Regions from separate parts of the Canis lupus genome. Here region 2 is linked to region 1. Evidence: chromatin contacts called from public Hi-C data. All regions are on one chromosome and are shown on one strand. Each heading gives the region's core, a stretch centred on a gene start, on an enhancer-like site or on the middle of the called end of the contact. The rest is flanking DNA. Distances are from core to core; before and after follow the strand shown. Region 1 holds the start of WSB2 (WD repeat and SOCS box-containing protein 2). Region 2 holds the start of LOC119877623 (proline-rich protein 36-like).

Region 1 (4,790 bases), core at 352-2,851:
CAGCAACTTGGCAGCTCTCAACAGCTCTGCTCACACCCCAAAACACAGTCGTCAATCTTTAGGAAAAACTCAGAACTGGAAACAGATTCCAGCTAAAAAGGGAGACTAGCTACAGATCGCTTTCAGTTTTAACTATAAGGAGTCAATGGAAACAACAGCGGAAGCTATAAAAAGATTCACATAAGATTCAGACAAACAGTAGGGGCCATTTAAAAAGTGGTAACACTCACTGAAAAGAAAGCCCTTATCTAGATGGGAAGGCAGAGAGAGCTGCCTCTACACCTTTTACTGAATGCCTGACTACAGTAAACAAAGAAATGTCATTTCCCAAATTAAAAAGTTACACCACCCCAGGGAATACCCTGATTTGAACCTACCCACCCACAATCCCCAGCTCCATCAAACTAGCCAGGGAAACGCAAACATCAACAATCAGAATCCTTCAGAGCAAGACGAGGCTTGAACTTCACTGGAAGAGTACCAAGACATTCTGCAACAATTCTAAACCTCAGGCCTTGACCCCTTCTGAGAATTTTCTCTAAAGAAACTGCCTTTAAGCACGGGGGTATATTCAAGAGTTGGAACTCCCAGAATACATCCCAAGCCCACCCCAAATTTCTGTACAGGGAGAGTTTAGAGGCAAAGTGGTTGGAAGCGAGAAGACAGAGGGATAGTCTGGAGGTTTTGCCTGTGCCTAATAAGCACACATAACAAGCACACTAGATCACACGTTCATTTGGGCCGACTCTCCAAGTACATCCGATACTCTGACTTCGACACTGTTTTCTGATGACAGCTGTTAACAAGGCATGCACCTCACCCATCAATGTATCCTAAACTTGCCCGATCAAACATGCCAGCAAGGATCAGCATCCCCAGCCCCACCCCACCTCTAGAATAAGTCTCCTCTTGGGAGAGACTCGCAATAGATATTTTTAAATAGGGACCCAAACCCCATTCTTACGAACAGGCAAGTTTGGGAAGCCCCCGACCACCCACCCGGGCAAGTCCTATTATTATCCCATTTTGCAGATACAAAACCGACCTGAGCGGCCGGTGCGCGATCACACCGCTCGCAAGGGACGGAGCGGACTCCCACCCACACCTGCAAGTGCGTCACCCGGCACCTGGGCACCCACCCCCGGGGTTATCACCCCCTGCGGGCCCGGCGGCCCCCGCAGTCCCCCTGGGCGTAGGCGTCGGGCCTCGGAGCCTCCCACGGTCCTGGGGGATGCGGACCCCCGGCACGCAGTGGCTCCAGCTCCTCGGGTCCAGTCCGCAGCGGGCGGGAGACCGGGTGGCGGCCTCTGACAGCGAAAGTGAAACAAAGCTGAGCGCCCGGCGCGCCCCCAGCCGCCGGCCCGCGCGGACAGCCCCGGCCTGCGCTCGCCCCGCGCCCCTCCCACGGCCGCGCCCGCGCCCGCGCCCCCGCTCGCCCCGGGGGGAAGGGGCCCGGCCCCGCCCGGCGGGAACCCGCGCGCCCCGGCCCCGCTCACCTCCGGCCTCCATGGAGGACGCGCGCGGCCCCGCGGCAGGCGGCGGGCGCCTCAGCCCCCCGGGCCGCCCGCCCTCATGCCGCCCCCAAACAGCCCGCCCCCGCCCCGGCCCCCACCCCGGCCCCCGCCCCGGCCCCCGCCCCGGCCCCGGCCCCGGCCCCGGCCCCGCCGCCGCGCCCGCCGCCGCCCGGAGAGGCCATCAGCTGCTTCCCGTCACATGGCGGCGGGAGCGGGCGGGGATGCGCGGGGGGCGGGGCACGGGGCGAAGGGGCGGGGCCTCGGGGGAACGGGGTGGGAGGGCGGGGGGGGGCCGAATAAGACCGGGATGGGGAGGTACGGCCGACGGCTGGGAGGAACGCGGGGGCGGGGCCGGGGGAAGGGGGGGCGGGCAGGTGACTGCGGACCGGATGCATCCGGGGGCGGGGCTGAGGGAAGGCGGTGGGGGATGCAGGTGAGCGGGGCCGGCTCAAAGCCGGGGGCTGCGGGGACTGAGAAGCCGGGGAGGGGTGAAAGCCGGGTGGGGGCAAGCCGGGAGCGGAAGGAACGCGGCGACAACGGCGGGGGGGGCAGTAGGCGCGGGAGTTGAAGGCAGAAGACGGGGTGCGGCAGGGAGTCCGGGGTGGGGGGCAGGGCTGAGAAGAGAACCGGGGAGGGGGGCGGCGAGCAGGACGGAGACTGCGGCTGGAGAGCGAAGACCTGAAGACGCCAGGGATCGGGGGAGCTGGGGGGTGGCGGAGGGCGAGGAGAGAACTGGGGAGGGGGGCCCGGGAACCCCCTGGAGCCGCTGAGACGGGGGTAGGGAAGGAACGAGACTGCGGAATAAATGGGGGCGCTGGGGCCGGGGACTCGGAGGTTACACGGGAGCCGTGGCGGAGGAGCCTAGCTCCGGGGCTGGGAATGAACGAGGACCAGAGGACGGGGTGCGCCCCGGCTTCTAAAGCGTGGGAACCAGAAAAAGACCAGCCCAGCGGGAAATGGAGGGTGAAAACGAGCGTGTCCGGGTTAAAATGGGCGGTGAGGAAAGAGGCAGCGGGCCGGACCAAAAGAGGGGGGGATCCCAGAAGAGCGGGGGTCCAAAAATGGAGAAGCTGGGTAAACATGGGTGTGACCCGGGAGGGCTGGAGGTCGCGGAAAGAGGTGTTGGGGGACTGCACGGAGAGAAGTGAAACAGGGGCACGGTGGGGGCTCAGGAACCTTCTTGGGGGGATTAAACCCACACATAGGGGCACCTGAGTGGCTTAGTGGTTGAGCATCTGCCTTTGGCTCAGGTCGTGATCCCGGGGTCCTGAGATCTAGTCCCCCATCGGCCTCCCCACAGGGAACCTGCTTCTCCCTCTGCCTGTGTCTCTGTCTCTCATGAATCAATAAAATTAAAAAAAACAAAAAAAAAACAAAAAAAAAAAACCCCACACATAGTCAAAGGGAGGGGCTGGGTTGAAAGGAACCTGGGATACTGAGGTTAAGGGTTTTGTTAGGGAATAAGAAGAGCTGGGGAGCAAAGTGGGGGGCAGCAGAGGCAACCTGGAGCGCAGTAAAGAAAGCGGGTTTGGTGGGAGGAGGAATGACCTAAGAGGGGGACTGAAAGCTTCCTCTAAGCACTGAGGTCTAGAGCAGGAAATCTGGAGGGATGTGTAGATGTTATAGGGGCTGCAGTTAGCTGAGTGCGGTGAAGAACTCCAAGGCCGCTCAGAGCTACAGGACAGCTGATAGCATTCATCATTTCAGACAGTCCAAGCAGATCCATGTTCTTCTCCCTGAAGACTGCTACCCTAGTCCTTTCATGTTAGAAAGCATGCAGTCTGACCAAAACCATGCGTATGCAGGGGGGGGGGAAAGAAATGGAGAAGAGGCACCTGGGTGGCTCAGTGTTTGAGCATTTATTTGCCTTGTGCTCAGTCAGGCCTGGCTCAGGTCGTTATCCCCGGGGTCCTGGGATTGAGTCTCTCTGTGTCTCTCATTCATAAATAATTTTTTTAAAAATGGAAGAACAAGTTTCTCAGATCAGGAAAGGTGCAGGTGTCTCAGTGAGTGTGAGAGTATGTACAAACAATAAAATGGCAATGAGAATGCTATCATCACCAATACAGGTAAGTATTGGTAGTAAAGGTAGGAAAAAAAGAAAAACAACAACAAGGGGAGGCAAATCCATTTCTCCAAATCTTTGTTTACTAATCAAATCTAAATCAAGATCATGAAAGCATTTATTTAAAAATAACTTTATTCCATAATCTTTTTTAAAAAATCCATATTATACCTCAGAATAAATTTCTCTTGCCCATTCCCCCCACCCCCATCACACACCAAATATTAAAATGTAAATAATGCAGAGGGATCTGCTCATTCTTCTTCGCAACAGTTCCTGGTCAGTCCGTGGTGAGAATTACCAGTTGGTACTTCCTGCATCACAATAAATTTTACCTGGCAGGGATGATTTTGCAGATTTCGGTGCATGCATTATGGAAGTTTTTCATCATGGGCTATCTGCAGGAATAGGGCCTGTATGTGCTTGTGAGAATTAGAACTAATTTCAAAGCCACAGGATTGCCTTCTGAAATGTCAGTTGTGATAGCCCTTAAGTATTTATCTTCCTGGTCCTGATAAACAGATCTTGGAGTTCACAATACATTCAGATAAGATTGTGTAACAGCACAATGTAACAACTTGGACTTTGCCACACAGTTTGTAACCCACTATCAACATGTTTGTAGTTTGGGGTTGGATCATCTTAAAAGAAAGCCCTAATTCTTTAAAAATCCTTAAAACTTGAAGACCGCCAGTACCTGTGCTCTTAACTGGCCCAGCTATATCGATGTACACACAGGGCTCAGAAACAAGCGACAGAAGTTGTGGCTCAGCTAACCTAGGGTTTATAGTGTTTGGCAATAAGACCTGGAAGCCCCCAACTGCTAGTGGAAAAATCCTTCTCCAGAGATTTCCCATCATCAGGTGCATATGCAAGAGAAGAAGTAGTTATGGAAAGCATCTCAGTCATCTTTCAAATCATTCTCTGGGTTCGTATCTAGGGACTTCTTTTCCTGTTTCTTTTTTTTTAAATATGGTTGACTCTGTAGAGTGAACTCTCAAATTCACAGAATCACAGAAGATTCTAAAGGGACATGAGCTCAGAGTTCAGTGACTTTAGAAGCAACTCAAGTCTCCTGTTCTAAAACACTAATTTAGCCATCCAGAGGGATGAAGTACAGGAAGTACTAGGCAACAGAAGCCTGAGCACGCAAGAATTGCAGTTCGCACCTATTCCTGAGGGGTGGAAAGTGCAGTCAGCTCCTGCGATCC
Region 2 (5,181 bases), core at 1,817-4,316, 260 kb after region 1:
GTACTTCAATAATTGACTAAAATATTAAGAATAACAAAATGTATATTGTGGGGTTGAATTTGCTATCCATCATTTCACTGAGGCTAAGTGGAAGGGCCCCAAAGACTAGGCTCCAGCATGTAAATTCTCATGTTAGTACCTAAAGCCACATGGGCCACACCTCTTTGTTTAATGGGAGTGGTTTTCCTAGGCATAAAATATTCTTCCTAGATATAAAGTATTCCAAGGCCAATTCTCTTTCTCACTCATTCTACAGATGAAAAATGTGTATGTATGGGATAGCTGACAATGGTTAGGAGGCTGATCTGTGTAAACAAACCAAGAAACTGACCCCTAAGTCATTCTATTACAAAATAGAAATAATTTAGATTCAATGTCTCTAACAAATCTCAGGTCAGACAGAAAAAAAAAATCGCATTAGGTTGATTTATAAAATATTTAGGTAGATTTAATATAACATATAGCTGTAATGATCAAGTTAATTCCTGCTAGTTATCCTAAAAATTCTAAATAGTTGTTGTTTTTAATTTGATGTCTGTAGTTTAGAAATGAATTAGATCACATTTTGGTCCATAAACTCAATATACCTATCTATAAGGACAGCTAGACTGATAGATGCCACTTATGTTTCGTTTTTACTCAGTCTGAGTTTAAGAAACAGTAAGAAACTTTTAATATATCCTCATAAATAACAAAGCAACCAATTAAATGAATGATAAAGCTAAATAATCACAATCTAAAGCTCCTATTCTGAACTACAACTGCATAATATCTCACAACTCAAAACTATTTATTCAAAACTCCTCACTGGTTGACAGAATCATTGAAGATGAGCTCATTGAATCTCATTGAAGACTGAAAAGAAGTCTTCCCCTAGCAGAGTCATAAAACACTTTTGGGTAGAAGCTTTCTGTCTGTCTGTCAGTGTATTTTCTTTTGGGGGGCAGGGAGGAAACAAAGGCTAGAAGAAAAGATTATTAAAGAAAGATGCTTTCAAAGGAAACTCTAAAATGAAAGTATCAATAGTTTTCATTCATCTCTATACTACTGAAAACAACCAATATGCATACTGTCAAGCAATGAGAACATTTATTCTGGTTCCTTAAATATTGAACCAAAGCAGCTATCAAAAGGTAGATTCTGTGATGACAATGGTTTGATTGTGTATGACTCAAGTGGTAAAGAAAGTGTAAAATGGGTTATTGTATCTACTGGGTAGTACTTGCATCCCGCTAAACCAAGAGTAAGAATAGTTTAAGAACTCCAACAAATCAAAAGGACTTGCATTCTGTGGTTGCTACAATCATTCCCTTAGAAGTGGGAAGCTCCTTCTTAATTTCTTTTCAGTATATTTTTTTAATTGAAAAGAAAGCGTTTAAATGAGCACAGGTTCAATGACTTCACATATTTATAGTTTCTCATGGTGTCCTTCTATTTTGTGAAATAAATGAAAATAAATTCCCATACAATTCCTACCCTCCTATTTACCCACTCATCACCCCAAGGAATAAAAAAAGTCACTATAGGCCTTTTCTATCACTAAAAATTCTATTATGAAGAATCTCTCTTCATCATCTCTGGATCAATACCATAATGTAATGTGGTTGAAATGACTGCTTTAGTCATCACTCTAGGGAGTACCAGAACATTTTCTTTTCTTAAAAGGAATTAATTTAGTTCTGTCTTAAGAAACTACCACTGTACCAGTCAGAAATGATCTAACAAGTATGATCAAAAAGCTCATCTGCTCAAACATTTCTATTACTTTGCAGAATTACTGGTACTGAGATTCCCAATCCTTCCACAGACCGTTTCATAAGTTATAAGCACTACATAATGAATCTATGCACTGTGTAAATAACCCCTTGAATGAACCAACTTTATTTTTTTTACTTGAATTTGACCTAGAGTTCTGGAAAAATATATTTACTGTAAAAAATCATAATACATCTTAAATAAATCATAGTGTCATATTTTAAATTTGTATTTGTTGTTGTTGCTCTTCTTATGTCCCTGTTATTTCTTAGGGGAGGACTTCTAGTTGGTGGAATTTTCATAACCATATCCAGCTACACACTCTCTGCAGTCATATAAGAACTGCTCTGTATCAGGTAATATCAAATAAAATCCCCAAATGACACATGTCCTCTACTTATTATCACCCTGATGAAAATGACTTCAGTAATGTTTGTCTTGGATTTAAATAGGCAGTTCTATGTAAGCTTTCTCCATTATGTCTTGGGGAAATAAAGCAGCATTTCTTTCTTTCCCTTCGTTAAAGCTGCCCATTACTACATAAGGGTAAAAAGCTTCTAATAAGACACATTCTAAACCGGAAACAAAGAAGATATCTAAGTAACTGTGAAATGATAATGACATTCCTCTTTATTTTCCCCAAACCATCATTTTCTAAGTCTGCTTCTATAGAAAAGAAACCAGTCACAAAGAGAAGGGGTGAGGAGGAGCAACACATAGAGAAAAAGGTAAAAAGATTCAAGTGCAAAACTGCTTGGTACAACTGTGACAAAGCTTGTGCAGTCAAGAGAACATCTGGGAGGTAGTCAGGGCAGTATTAACATATCCTAACTACTATGAACAACTAGCCTGGTCATTAGTTTAATTTTCACATCCATCAAAGTAGGAAGCTGCCCCCCAATTCCCACCCCCTCTGGCTTTCCACTATTTTGTTTCAGCATTTTAATAGATGCACACTTGCCTCCTACCAGGGCACAATGTCTGGTTTAAACAGGCTTATCTCTCTCCTTCACTTGTCCTGGAATTACGCCTAAAGCTCAATCCTGGTAGCGTTTAGGATGGGAAATTTAATTGGAAAGAGCTGTCAGTTTAGGCACTCCAATACCTCCTTTCAAAATTTAGTTTGACCTCCCAAGTATCTCCAAGACATCAAAGTTAAACAGTCAAACTTAGTGTATATAGCTCCTTTGAATCTGCATTGTAAATACTGATACCAAAGCGCTGCCAAATCCTAAAACCTATCTTAGTTCCTTGAGCTGGAATAAAAAATACCTGAGTCTATCACCACCAACATCCCAATAAATCCCAAACATGGGTCCTTCCCTTTCAACTGGCTTGTGGTGGCCTGGAGAAGCCCTGTCCAAGTTTTCAGGTTCTGGAGAAGGTATCAAGGTCGACGAAGCCCCTCACTTTCAAGGCATCCGCGCCAAACTCTGAGGAACACCTCGGAAGCCAGGGGGCCAGTGAGGAGAGAGGTCGGGCAGTGCGTCTCTCGCTCTTGCCGAGACCTCGGCGCTTCTGCCAGACCCTCCAGCCCTTGAGTTCTACTCAGGGGAGGTTTCATTACATAATCCCTGCTCCAGACTCGCCCACAGAGTCACGGGCGCTCGGGCTGTCCCGCGTCTCACGCAGCACGGTCGGGGAGATCCGCTGGCTGCGGACCCTGGGGGCAGCACGCGTCCCCTCACTGCGCGCCGCCAGCCTTCGGATCGCCCGGCGCAGCGACCCCAATCCAGGCATGCTCCCCTCTTCCACTTCCGCTCGCGCGCTCTGACCCGGTCTCTGGGTCCCCCTCACACTCGCTGTCCAGACCCCTCTCGAGGAGGGGAGTCCTCCCGGTCAGACCTGCTGTCCCGAGCCCTCTCGGGGTCCTCTCTCTCCAGACCCCCTGTCCCAAGTGCTCTCTGCGACTCCTAAACCCTCCGTCCTGGCTCCTCTTGGCGTCCCCCTATCAGATCTGCTGTCCCGGCCCCTCTGGGGTTCCCTCCCTTCAGACCCCCTGCCCAACCCTCTGGGTCCCCTCCCTTCAGACCCTCTGCCCCAGCCCTCTGGGGTCCCCTCTCTTCAGACCCCCTGCCCCAACCCTCTGGGGTCCCCCTTCCTCAGAGCGCGTCCCGAGCCCTCTGGGGTCCCCTCTCCTCAGAGCGCTGTCCCAAGCCCTCTCGGGGTCCCCTCTCTTCAGACCCCCTGCCCCAACCCTCTGGGGTCCCCCCTCCTCAGAGCGCGTCCCGAGCCCTCTGGGGTCCCCCCTCCTCAGAGCGCTGTCCCAAGCCCTCTCGGGGTCCCCTCTCTTCAGACCCCCTGCCCCAACCCTCTGGGGTCCCCTCTCTTCAGACCCCCTGCCCCAACCCTCTGGGGTCCCCCTTCCTCAGAGCGCGTCCCGAGCCCTCTGGGGTCCCCCCTCCTCAGAGCGCTGTCCCAAGCCCTCTCGGGGTCCCCTCTCTTCAGACCCCCTGCCCCAACCCTCTGGGGTCCCCCTCCTCAGAGCGCGTCCCGAGCCCTCTGGGGTCCCCCCTCCTCAGAGCGCTGTCCCAAGCCCTCTCGGGGTCCCCTCTCTTCAGACCCCCTGCCCCAACCCTCTGGGGTCCCCTCCCCTCAGGGCGCTGTCCCGAGCCCTCTGGGGTCCCCCCTCCTCAGAGCGCGTCCCGAGCCCTCTCGCGTTTCCCGCTCAGACCCGCTACCTCAGCAGCTCTCGGGGTCTCCTCTCCCCAGTCCCGACAAACCCTCTCCCGAACTCCCGCCGCTCGAGTCCTCCCGGACCTCACTCCGCCCAGGGTCCCCTTGCCTCGGCTCACTCTGTCACCGTCCCGCGCCCCAGTGCTCTCACCTCAGACCTGCTGTCACCACCCCCGGGCCCGGCGTCGCCGCCGCCTCCGCCGCTTCCTCTCCCACACTTGTTCCCGAGTCGCTCTTCTGCCGCTGGTCCCCCGGAGGATGCCCGGGTCGGGTCGTTGAGTGCCGGGTCCGGCCACGCAGAGCCTCCGCCCGCGGTCTCGGGGTCGGGTCCCACTCTTTCAGGCAGGACCCCGCCGCCGTCGCCGCCGGGCGCCACACGGACCCTCCCGCAGCCGCCGCTGCTGCTGTCCGAGGTGCGGCTCCTGCCAGGGGTGGCCAATCGCACCCGACTGCGCCGAGCGCGCTCCGCCCCACGGTCTCAGTTCGCCCGCCCCCTGCCCCCGACCACGCCCCCAGCTCGGCTCCAATAGGCTCTCTACTGACCTCCCCTGACCGCGGGGCACGGGCCTGGGGCCTGGCATAGGTACTCGATTGGAAGCGCCTGGGAAGCCGAGCCGCCGATGGCGCCTGAGGATTGGCGGAGTTGACGGTGGGCGGGACGAGACGGGGCGGGGTTTTCTCAGACGCGGAAGATCTGGCAGCTTCAGTTACCCCGCGGGCCCGCCTGGGGTGCGGTCCGCCTTGTTTGCG

The links. A called contact is a pair of places that touch in the nucleus more often than the background predicts.
Region 2: a Hi-C map of blood shows a contact between it and region 1, with 3 times the contacts expected there. The contact joins the promoter of LOC119877623 here to the promoter of WSB2 in region 1. A contact is called at or near these places in 3 of 9 Hi-C or Micro-C datasets (amygdala and blood).

The regions. Positions count from the first base shown.
Region 1 is chr26:14,791,013-14,795,802 of UU_Cfam_GSD_1.0, forward strand. It overlaps WSB2 (WD repeat and SOCS box-containing protein 2), which reads right to left and starts at 1,602. Exons shown (of 9, transcript XM_038575256.1): 1 at 1,497-1,602. The coding sequence starts at 1,509. It overlaps VSIG10 (V-set and immunoglobulin domain-containing protein 10), which reads right to left. Exons shown (of 9, transcript XM_038575262.1): 9 at 3,680-4,790.
Region 2 is chr26:15,048,611-15,053,791 of UU_Cfam_GSD_1.0, forward strand. LOC119877623 (proline-rich protein 36-like) reads left to right here and starts at 3,067. Exons shown (of 3, transcript XM_038576089.1): 1 at 3,067-3,139; 2 at 3,339-3,491; 3 at 3,862-4,961. The coding sequence starts at 3,067. The coding sequence ends at 4,961. It overlaps TAOK3 (serine/threonine-protein kinase TAO3), which reads right to left and starts at 4,870. Exons shown (of 21, transcript XM_038575265.1): 1 at 4,583-4,870.